Linked DNA regions of Zea mays: region 1 is linked to region 2. The links are chromatin contacts, called in public Hi-C maps. All regions are on one chromosome and are shown on one strand. The core of a region is the stretch at or near the end of the contact, and the rest is flanking DNA. Distances in the headings are between cores, read along the strand shown. Region 1 overlaps LOC100276416 (exocyst complex component SEC6). Region 2 holds the start of LOC732839 (laccase-like).

What was found. A called contact is a pair of places that touch in the nucleus more often than the background predicts.
Region 1: a Hi-C map of ear shows a contact between it and region 2, with 2.9 times the contacts expected there. The contact joins the enhancer-like site here to the promoter of LOC732839 in region 2. A contact is called at or near these places in 3 of 25 Hi-C or Micro-C datasets (ear, leaf and tassel).

The regions. Positions count from the first base shown.
Region 1 is chr4:186,620,478-186,625,438 of Zm-B73-REFERENCE-NAM-5.0, reverse strand. LOC100276416 (exocyst complex component SEC6) reads right to left here. Exons shown (of 25, transcript XM_020552753.2): 12 at 1,615-1,670; 13 at 1-44. Among protein-coding and RNA genes, the nearest start is that of LOC103654254, 17 kb to the right of the region's middle. Within about 2 kb of position 2,033, at least 8 of the 20 cell types and tissues checked have an H3K27ac peak or open chromatin away from gene starts, as enhancers often do. A contact at or near this core is called in ear and tassel, where this site is marked.
Region 2 is chr4:186,458,122-186,462,853 of Zm-B73-REFERENCE-NAM-5.0, reverse strand. It overlaps LOC732839 (laccase-like), which reads right to left and starts at 2,117. Exons shown (of 3, transcript NM_001112445.2): 1 at 1,781-2,117; 2 at 1-837. The coding sequence starts at 1,933.

The sequences.
Region 1 (4,961 bases), core at 784-3,283, 160 kb before region 2:
ATCTCTCAGTGTATAGGTTTACCATGAGCTGGAAAATTTCATATCTGCGCAGAAATAAGGAATGTGAATATTTAACACGTTGGCAAAGATAAGGAAACCATCAGAAAATGTTATGTAAATCACTAGTTCTAGGATAGCCCAGATTCGTTTCAGGATATTAGCTTATATGGCATGTCAAAATAACCAATCAGGTCATCAATATTCTAATAAAAGCAAAAGTTCTTCCCTTTACTCTTGCGTACTAATTTTGAGCAATAACATTATGCTTGCGTTTGTGGAAACAAAGGAATGCTTGCGTGTTTGATGGGGTACCCCGAGTATCCGCAACATTTTGCAAGAGATTCATGAGGACGTTAAGCTTTAGGGAATGGCAGGAGCAAAGGATATTAGACAGTTGTGGCCTTAATTTAGATGGTGTAGGGTTGGTGTGGGGTTGTTGCCCCCTCCTCTTTTTTCTCTTGTTTTTAGTTACTTTTATTCTTTTATTCTTTTTTCTTCCTTTTTCTGCCCCCTCCTCTCGTTTGCTGCCTTCTCGGGCACTTTGTATTTTGGTCCACCTTAGACCTTTCTTATCCTCTTAATAAAATGACACGCAGTTCTCTTGCGTGTTCGAGAAAACATTATGCATGTTCTCTATCAAATGACATATTGAGAAATTATAAGGAACACGAATTTGGAAGCATTCAACAAAAGGTAATTTTATGAGACAAATTGTGGTCCATTGCCCCATTGTGTGAGCTCTTAACATGCCTGTCTTTTTATATATATTTTTAGATTATGTTGATGTGCGTAGACTTGTCTTTGACATAGTAAACTGATTGCCAAATTATTGTGTATACAGAACAAATATTCCAAATCTAGCAACTAGATAAGTGTAGTTTGTGCATTATCAGTGCCGGCCCTGGCGGGGGTCGAGCAGTGCCCCCGACCAGGGCCCCTAAATTAATGGGGCCTCACTTTAGTTACTAAATAACAGTATATATATACAGCCATATAGCGTATATTGTATATATATGTCTATTGGCTCTACAAAACTTTTAAAGACCTAATTATAAGTCAACAACACGGCAACAACAAGCAAGGAGAATTAGACGTAACCCATTAATCTTGATTTCTATATTCTAGTAGTAGTACTTTGTAGTCTCAGGCCCATCTGCCTAGGCTCTCAGTCGCAAACAGACAGGCGGTCGTGCCGTCACCTCTCGGTAGCCAACACACGACATTGGGTACGACAACGCTTTTGTCTTTCCCTACATAGCGAACACGAAACTAACATGACATGATCGATTGATCTCACAACGTATTACATCTATTTGATCATTGTTCGAAGTAACCTTCTTTTGAGTCATCTAGATACATATATACCCATTTTCTTTTGAGTCATCTAGACACATATATACCCATTTTTCTACGAGATGTTATGTTATATTTTAGTTACTTTGTATTTAATATGAACAACGTTTTCAAATATACATAAATATTTATTAACAATATATATATGCACTATAATTATGTGTAATAATTAATATTATCAAGGGCCTCCATTATAAGTCTTGTCCCGGGCCTCTAAAATATCAGGACCGGCACTGTGCATTATACTAATTATCAACATACCTAGAAGGAAAGCATGGTGCAACATAATCATATATATCACCAAGCTCCTCTCCAATCTGTGTTGCAATAGAAGCAAAGTAGCAAGCTATAAGTCAAAAAGATTATTAAGATAAACCAAGGTAAGTACATTTTCTAAAGAAACATCAAGTACTTCTTTTTACACCCCAAATTACAGAGCCAGTAGGATGGTGAGATCCCCCCTCCCACATGCGCACACGCATGCGTTAGTCACAAAAGAAAGGTGGTGTTTAGGATATTACTATCAGAATATTGTTAGGATTTTGTTAGGGTTTCACTGTATACCTCTATTGTAACGGGTTTTGGCCCACCTAATACTTCTATTTAATACACTCCCAACTTAGGATTAGGGTTAGGGTTTTACTCTCCAACATGATAGTTAGCTAGGTCTCTTCCATTCCCCCTCTCTTCACAGCTGCCAGCCTCCTCTACCCCCAGTCGTTGCCGCCGCTGCCCCCATGGCCGACAGCCTACCTCCGTCGGGCTTCTCCACCACGAACACCACCCTCCCCCCCTTCCTCCAAGTCGCTGCCGCAGTGTCCCCTGCTTTACTGGCTGCTGCCACCACCTCCTTTCGCTGCGGCGTGGGCGCAGCAGCTGGCATGCGCACAGCCGCCGGCGCGAGCACGACCACTAGTTGGTGCATCGCCGCTCTCTTCTCCGCGGCCGCCAGCAATAACGCGGCCCTCGTGCTTCCGCTCCCCTCCCCAATGAATGTGCCACTCAGTCCACCGCCTCTGCTCAGACTGCTCTTCATCTGGCATCGGTTGGGTTGCAGGCACCCTGGGTGGGCCTCTCCTTCCCCATCACGGTCGGCGCCGCCGCTGACCCGTCCTCTGTTCTGAGGCTGGGTTGCAGATGCCTCGGGCCACCCTCTCCCCCACCACGGCAGGTGCCACCGTGTCCGCTGCTTCGGCAACCATCACCTCCCCCTTCCCCTTCCCTTGTCGGCGATCAACCTTGATGTCACCAAAACCACTCAGCTGGCGGCAATGTTTGGATGTCACAAGTTGGCACCTTCCCGTTCACATATTTGGGTTTGCCAATGGGCCTCATGAGGCCGAAAGTCAAAACTATCTCCCTCTCATCACCAAAGTTGAAAGAAGGCTCAGTACCATCAGTTCTTGGTTATCTATAGCAGGAAGACTTACTCTGGTCAACTCTACTTTCTCAGCGATGCCCATCTTTACAATGTGCACACTTAAGATACCGGTAATGGTCATTAACGGTATCGATTGTATCAGAAGGGACTGTCGGCAGCAGTTAAACAATCAGAAGGGACTGTCAGCAGCAGTTAAAATGCGCACTTGAAACCCTCTGGTTGCCTAGGACAAAGTGTGCTGTCCTAGAAATAGAGGGGGCTTGGGTGTTCTCAATTTGAAGATTCAGAACACGACCCTCTTGCTTAAATACATTCACAAATTCTATGGCAGAGAAGACATACCTTGGGTAAATCTAATTTGGACCACTCACTAATCTGGGGGCAGGGTCTCCCATGGCTACCCTAAAACAGGCTCTTTATGGTGGAAGGATGTTTCCAGGCTGGTTGACTATTTCAGAGGCCATACTATGCCTTGGGCTGGGGATGGCAGAACAATTCTGTTGTGGCTTGATGTTTGGAACAATATCTCCCCCAGATTCACTTTCCCTTGTCTCTTCTCTTTCGCCAAGAAAAAAGAATGCTAAATTCAAGAATTTTTAACCAACATGGATCTAGAGCACAATTTCCATACTCCTTTATTTTCTCAGACCGCTCAGGAATATCTTGGTTTCCACAAGCTTGTGAGTTACCTTCAGAACTCTACAGCTGTTAAAGACAAATGGACCTATCCGTCCGTGGGGCAATTCTACTTTCAGCTCATCCAAGTTATAGCCTTACTTTTCAGTCAATCCAGCCTCCTGCTGCCTTTAATTAGATTTGACAGTCCAAGGTTGGGAAGAAATTCAAGATTTTTATATAGCTGGTCTTCGGAGACAGAATCAACTCCAAGAACATTCTTAGAAGAAAGGGCTTTTTGCCACCGGACAACAACCTTGACTGCACTCTATGTGACCTGCACTGCGAAGAGACGACTTAGCAGTTAGCACCTGTTGTTTCGTTGTCCTTTCTGTACAGACTGCTAGAGTTATGTGGGTCTCCATTGGAATCATGATCTTGACTTCTTTTCGATGATTCATGAGACCAAGGGTGCCTTTGGCCACAGTTTCTTCATGGAAATTTTGGCACTAGTGGTTTGGTGCATTTGGAAGCATAGGAATGACTTCATCTTTAGGAATAAGGCTCCTTCTTTTTCTTCTTGGCGACGCAAATGCTGAGATTTTACCCCTCTTAAAACTAGTCTATTGCTTTGGCTAAACTCTCGATAGCTTCTTCCTTGTCTTCTTTGATCCCGCTTGTAATTTTCTTTCCATTTCAAAAAAGTTTCAATAAAATCGCGTTGTAGGGGTTTCCCCTACAGCATTTTCCCTTCAAAAAACATATATTTTGATACAGATATTTGATCAAAGTTGTTTTGGGGACCATGTCTATGTTCAAAACAGTACTATTTTATGTGGCTTAAATATTTTTTTCTTGAATACGCAGGAGAGTTACGTATCATTGTATTAAGGAGAAAAATAGGGAGGGGTCCATACAGCACCACACCACGTCCCTTCGGACCCAAGGAGATGGGCTGCAAAAGAGAAAAAAAAGGAGAGAGAGAGAGACTTGGGACAGACCAACCAGACCAACAGACACTAAGACAATCCACCTAACTGACCTAACTCACGCAGGGCCTTGGCCCCAGCCCTACACCATAGATGGTGCTGCACCTGGAGATCAGAGAGCAGGACACCAAGGCTGGGATTAGTTGACTCAAAAACACATCTGTTACAATGTTTCCAGATCATCCAAGCACCCAAAATAATCAGGGAATTCAATCCTTTCTTTTTGTCCCTCTGCAGGTGTTTGCAAGCTCTGTGCCACCAATCAACAAAGGAGAGCTCGGACTGGTTAGGTGCACGGGAAGCAAGACCCAAATGATTAAGAACTTTAAACCAGAATTCCCGGATGAAAACACAGTTAGTAAGTGCTGAACGTCCTCCTCTTTCTGATCACATAAAACACATCTTTTAGTGTGATCCAGACCTCTCTTCCTAAGGCGATCTGCTGTCCAACACCTGTTACGGGAATATTTGTAGAGAAGACCAACAACAACATTTTCCCTTGTGCATGACAAATAAATTTTAATTAGCTGATAATATTGTATGGTCCGTTCTAAACTGTGAATTTCTGTATGCCAGGTTAGTAACGCTAATTAACAAACATGTTTTGACCATGACAGTTTCAC
Region 2 (4,732 bases), core at 868-3,367:
CTCCAGAATGGCCGTGGTGTTTTTGTCGTCGACATTGACTGCCGTGTTGGTGAAGAACGGCCTCGCAGCCATGTAGTAGCGGCTGTTGGCTGAGCCGTCGGTGGCGCAGTTGGCCTCGAGGAGCATGTTCATGGTCTGTCCGGGGGAGATGAGGATGTAGTCGACGGTGAACGGCCTGAGGTAGCGGCCGTCGGTGCCGACCACCGTGAGGCGGTGCCCGGCGACGGCGAAGAACATCTCGTTGGTGAGCCCCGCGTTGATGACCCGGAGCAGGTACGTCTTGCCGTGCTCCACGGACATCTTGAAGGTGTCCTCCTTGGAGCACGGGGCGAAGTCGCCGGGCTGGCCGTTGATGGTGTTGGCGTCCGAAATGTTGACGTCGCCGCCGGTCCGCTGGGACTCGAGGAGGATCTGCTCCACGTCCGCGTTCCACCACTCGCCGAGGATGATGGGCATCTCCTTGTGCGGCTTGGGGTAGGGGTAGACGGTGCCGCGCTTGGGGTGGATGACGATGGCGCCGTGCACGGTGGCGCGGTCGAATTCGCTGTGCGCGTGCCACCACAGCGTGCCTTCCTCCTCGGTGAAGATGATCTTGTAGGTGAAGTTGGCGCCGGGCTGGATGGGGCACTGCGTGATGTACTCCGGGCCATCGGACCACGGGTTCCGCGGCTGGTCCACGCCGTGCCAGTGGAGGGTGATGTTCTTGTAGCCCTGGTTGTACACGTTGACGATGACCACGTCGTCCTTGCGCGCGTAGATGGTCGGCCCCGGGAACTGCCCGTTCACGGCCAGGATGGTCTTCTCATGGCATAGTCGGGTGACCTTCGTCTCAGTTATCTGCAAAATATATATATATCACACACCCCACACCGGCGTTATATTTAGACGTCGTCGTCCTCCTTCTCTACATATATTAAAATCATGTATACACATACATATATTATGTATGTATGTATATATTGTAGCACGTAGCAGTGCGCGTCAAGGAGCATAGCTAGATAGCTGGAATGGAAAAAGATTAACAAGCAGCGCTATCTAATAAGACGTGTCACATCGTTGCTAGATTTTTTTTCTCAAGTGATGACGATGATGGGGAAACGGGAAAAGTGTGGTTTCCCGTAGTTTCTATGCTTAGCAAATATACCTAACTAATTAATACGGTTTATAGCTAGACGTACAAGCAAGTAAGAAGTCAATCATCTGTGGCTGTGCCTGTCGGGATACAGTACAGTACAGCTAGCTAGTTCTACTTACTCCATCATGCTCATGCAGAGCATCCAACGGTTCATACTGGCCCTGATTGGTTAAGTGTGTCCGTAGCTACAGGCTGTCCTGAGCCTGGCTGGCCAGATACCGGCATTTCGGCGGTACGAGCGGATGCAGTCAATTGGCCTCTAAATGGCTTGTTTTGCATCGGCTCGTACAATCCGCACCTTCCACGTGCGGGTAACCAAACACACGCTTAATCAAAGTCAATGCACGCAGAGGACCAGAATAAAGCGATACGGGCAACCAATCAGATAGACTACGTACCTAGACCTAGCTAGACACTTGAATTCAAATGTTCTGAAGCCATGCAAACATGAATCACATCAACCTAGTAGCTAGACATTTATTTGAAAACTAGAACACGCATGTACAGCGGCTGATTATTTGTAAGGTGCCCGCAAGCTAGCACTAACGTTCTCAGGTAACTGCCTGCGTCTCTGAAATTAAATTGGCCGGTAATATAAAGTCGAAATGAGATATTGAGATATATCGTCGAGATCGATCAACTTACAACGAAGTCGTAGTGAGTATTCCTGGAGGCCTGGGCTGGGACTCCAAATGCTAACAACAACACGCCTAGCAGTAATAACCAGAGCTGGCCTGCCGGCATCTTAGCTACACCGCCGCCGCCGCCGCCCATCGTCGGACGTTGTCGAAGGGGCATGCAGCAGAGCTAGAACTAATTAAGCTCTCTGATCCTGTGTACGATGAATCGATGATGATGATGTGTGTGTGTGTGCGCGCGCGCTGTTTCTCTGAGCAAACAAGCTGGAACGTGTTTAGCAGCGAGCGAGAGGGGATGGCCGGCCAGCTATAGCTAGCTACTGCAATGTACGTACGCTCCGTGCGTTGCTGGGATCGATGCTCATCTGAAGCGGATGGCGCTGGTATTTATAGAGGAGCGAGAGCTGCCAACGACGACGAGGGGACGAATGCATATGCATGTTTCGTTCGTCATGCCGCCACCAGTCGGTACCTAAACTTCCCCGCCGGCCGGTCCGGTCGATAGCTTCGTCGAATGATTGTCTTGTCTAGCTAGCTTAGCAACTCGTCCACGTTCTAGCAGCGTTTTTTTTTCGCCGGCGACAATGTGGCTCCAGAAGCCGCGTGCCCTGAGACGGCGCCCGGCCTCCTCCTCCGTTAGCGTGAGTTGATTGGCGTACGTAGCCTAGCATAGCTACTACCGCCTCTCGCCGCGGTGGCGCGCAAGCTAGCTAGCGTGTGTGAGTATGTGACGACGACGACGTCGTCCGAGCGTCACCGGGAACTGGCACGACGGCGACATCTGCGGGCCGGGGTTGCTAGTTTAATTCGTTTAATTAGTCACCTGCTGGAGATCAATCGAGGCTGGAACGAGTCAAGGTCAAGGAACTCCATGCAAGTTTTCAACGAACAGCAGGCAGGTGTTGCAGCTTACAGCGAATGGTTGGGTTGGGTGCTGTAAAATTAAAGTTAGGGCTAGTATTTGGCACACCTAAGATTATCGAAGGTTGCAGGGCGGTGATCAATTTGGCTACCGATATATGAACGTGGGTATATAACGAACCTACATCTATGCTGACTATGCAATTAATCATCAAGAAGATTCACATTTTTAGCTGATCCGGGCCGGCTGGCTCTGGCTGTTTCTTCGGTCCCAAGTTAAATCAAGAAGATACTACAACTACTGGTACTGTATCTGCAGCTCTTTTTCTTCGCGACAGTAATATGTGTGACAGACGTGTGTGGTTGTGTCAAAGACTCCAATAACATAGTAAATCCGTTTGGCTTTAATCCGTCCGTTCGTCGCCGTCATGCATCCCCCCAGTTCCCAGCGTCTCAAGCAAATGTTTGAGCTCCCGCGTGCGTGACGCAAGCCAAAAGCCCAAAAGCTAGCAGGCCAGTTTCCAGGCACCGGTCTTTTTCCTGACCTTTTTTAGGAGTATTAATTACTACTACTACTAGCGCGCTAGCAGATGATGCCGTTTTGACTTAACTAGGGAAATTCGTGCGCGGAGACTTTTCGACCGGTTCTTTTGCATTGCATGGATTACGAAAGCGAGCACGTATGCATGCATGAGCCAGTACTAGGAGTCTAGGACAATGTAGCCCGGTAACGAACAAACTGGCAATGTGATGTCCACAGCACACAAGTGGCCCCGGCCCGGCGCAGAAGTCGAACACGAAGCTGATGTGCATGTGCTTATCCCCTTCACAGATGGCATCGACGTTTAGAACAACTCCACAAATTTCATTCATTGACCTTTTACATTTCCAAAACTTAATTACTTTGGCTACCATGTTTACCTTGTTAATGTTATAGGTGTTGTGATCTATTGCAGTGCTCAGTGGCAAAATGGAAAACAACATAGACAAATGACAGAGGATTGATTCTTTATTGCAGAGATAGATGTATATATAGTGTAGTACACAGGGTCCCCAAAGGGGTGCGACCCTTAGGCAATAACTGCCACCAGTTGGGATTGATCACATGTGAAACATTTTGTAACACTCCCCCTTGATCAACCCAAATACATTTGATCATCTGCAAGTTGTCATCCAATATTTGATCTCCTCAAAAAAACCCTGCGGGAAAAATAAGGAGTACACAATATCTTTTGGATAATGAGAATATTCTCACATTGTCTCCAAAAGAAAAATATGCTTGTAATTATCATGTATAAAAACCCCTGTGGGGAAAATCAATGATGAAGCATATAGCTTTGTTGATATTACCTCGTTAAAAACTTTGAATGAGAAAACCTTAGCATGGCAAAACTCATACAAAGAAAAGAGTGTAATATGATGGTTCAATACGGGTTATATATCATGGGGAATTACTCCCCCTGAACCTTGCAAGCACTTAAGTCTTCTCATACCAATCCCCTCAACACATTTCTGAAATGTAGAGTATGGTAGAGATTTTGTGAATAAATCTGCAAGATTATCACAAGACTTTGTTTGCAAGATGTTTATATCCCCTTTTTCCTGAAGTTCATGGGGATAAAACAGTTTAGGAGAAATATGCTTATTGATATTGCTCTTGATATAACCTGTATCCATCTGAACAACACAAGCTGAATTATCTTCATAGATAATTGTTGGTGAGTCAAGAGAACCAATACCACAAGTTGTGAGTATATGATTCACCATTCTACGAAGCCATACACATTCACGTGATGCTTCAAATAATGCAATTATTTCAGAATGGTTGGTGGACGTGGTCACCAAAGTCTGTTTAGACGATTTCCACGATATGGCAGTTCCACCTTGTAAGAATACGAATCCTGTTTGTGATCGGCCATTGTGGGGATCAGATAAATAGCCAGCATCTGTATACCCAATTAAACTAGGATCATTACTTCTTTTGTAAAAGAGTCCTAGATCCTTTGTGCCATTTAGGTATCTGAAAATATTCTTAATGCCAACCCAGTGTCTTTTCGTTGGGGCAGAACTGTGCCTTGCTAACAAGTTTACTGCAAAA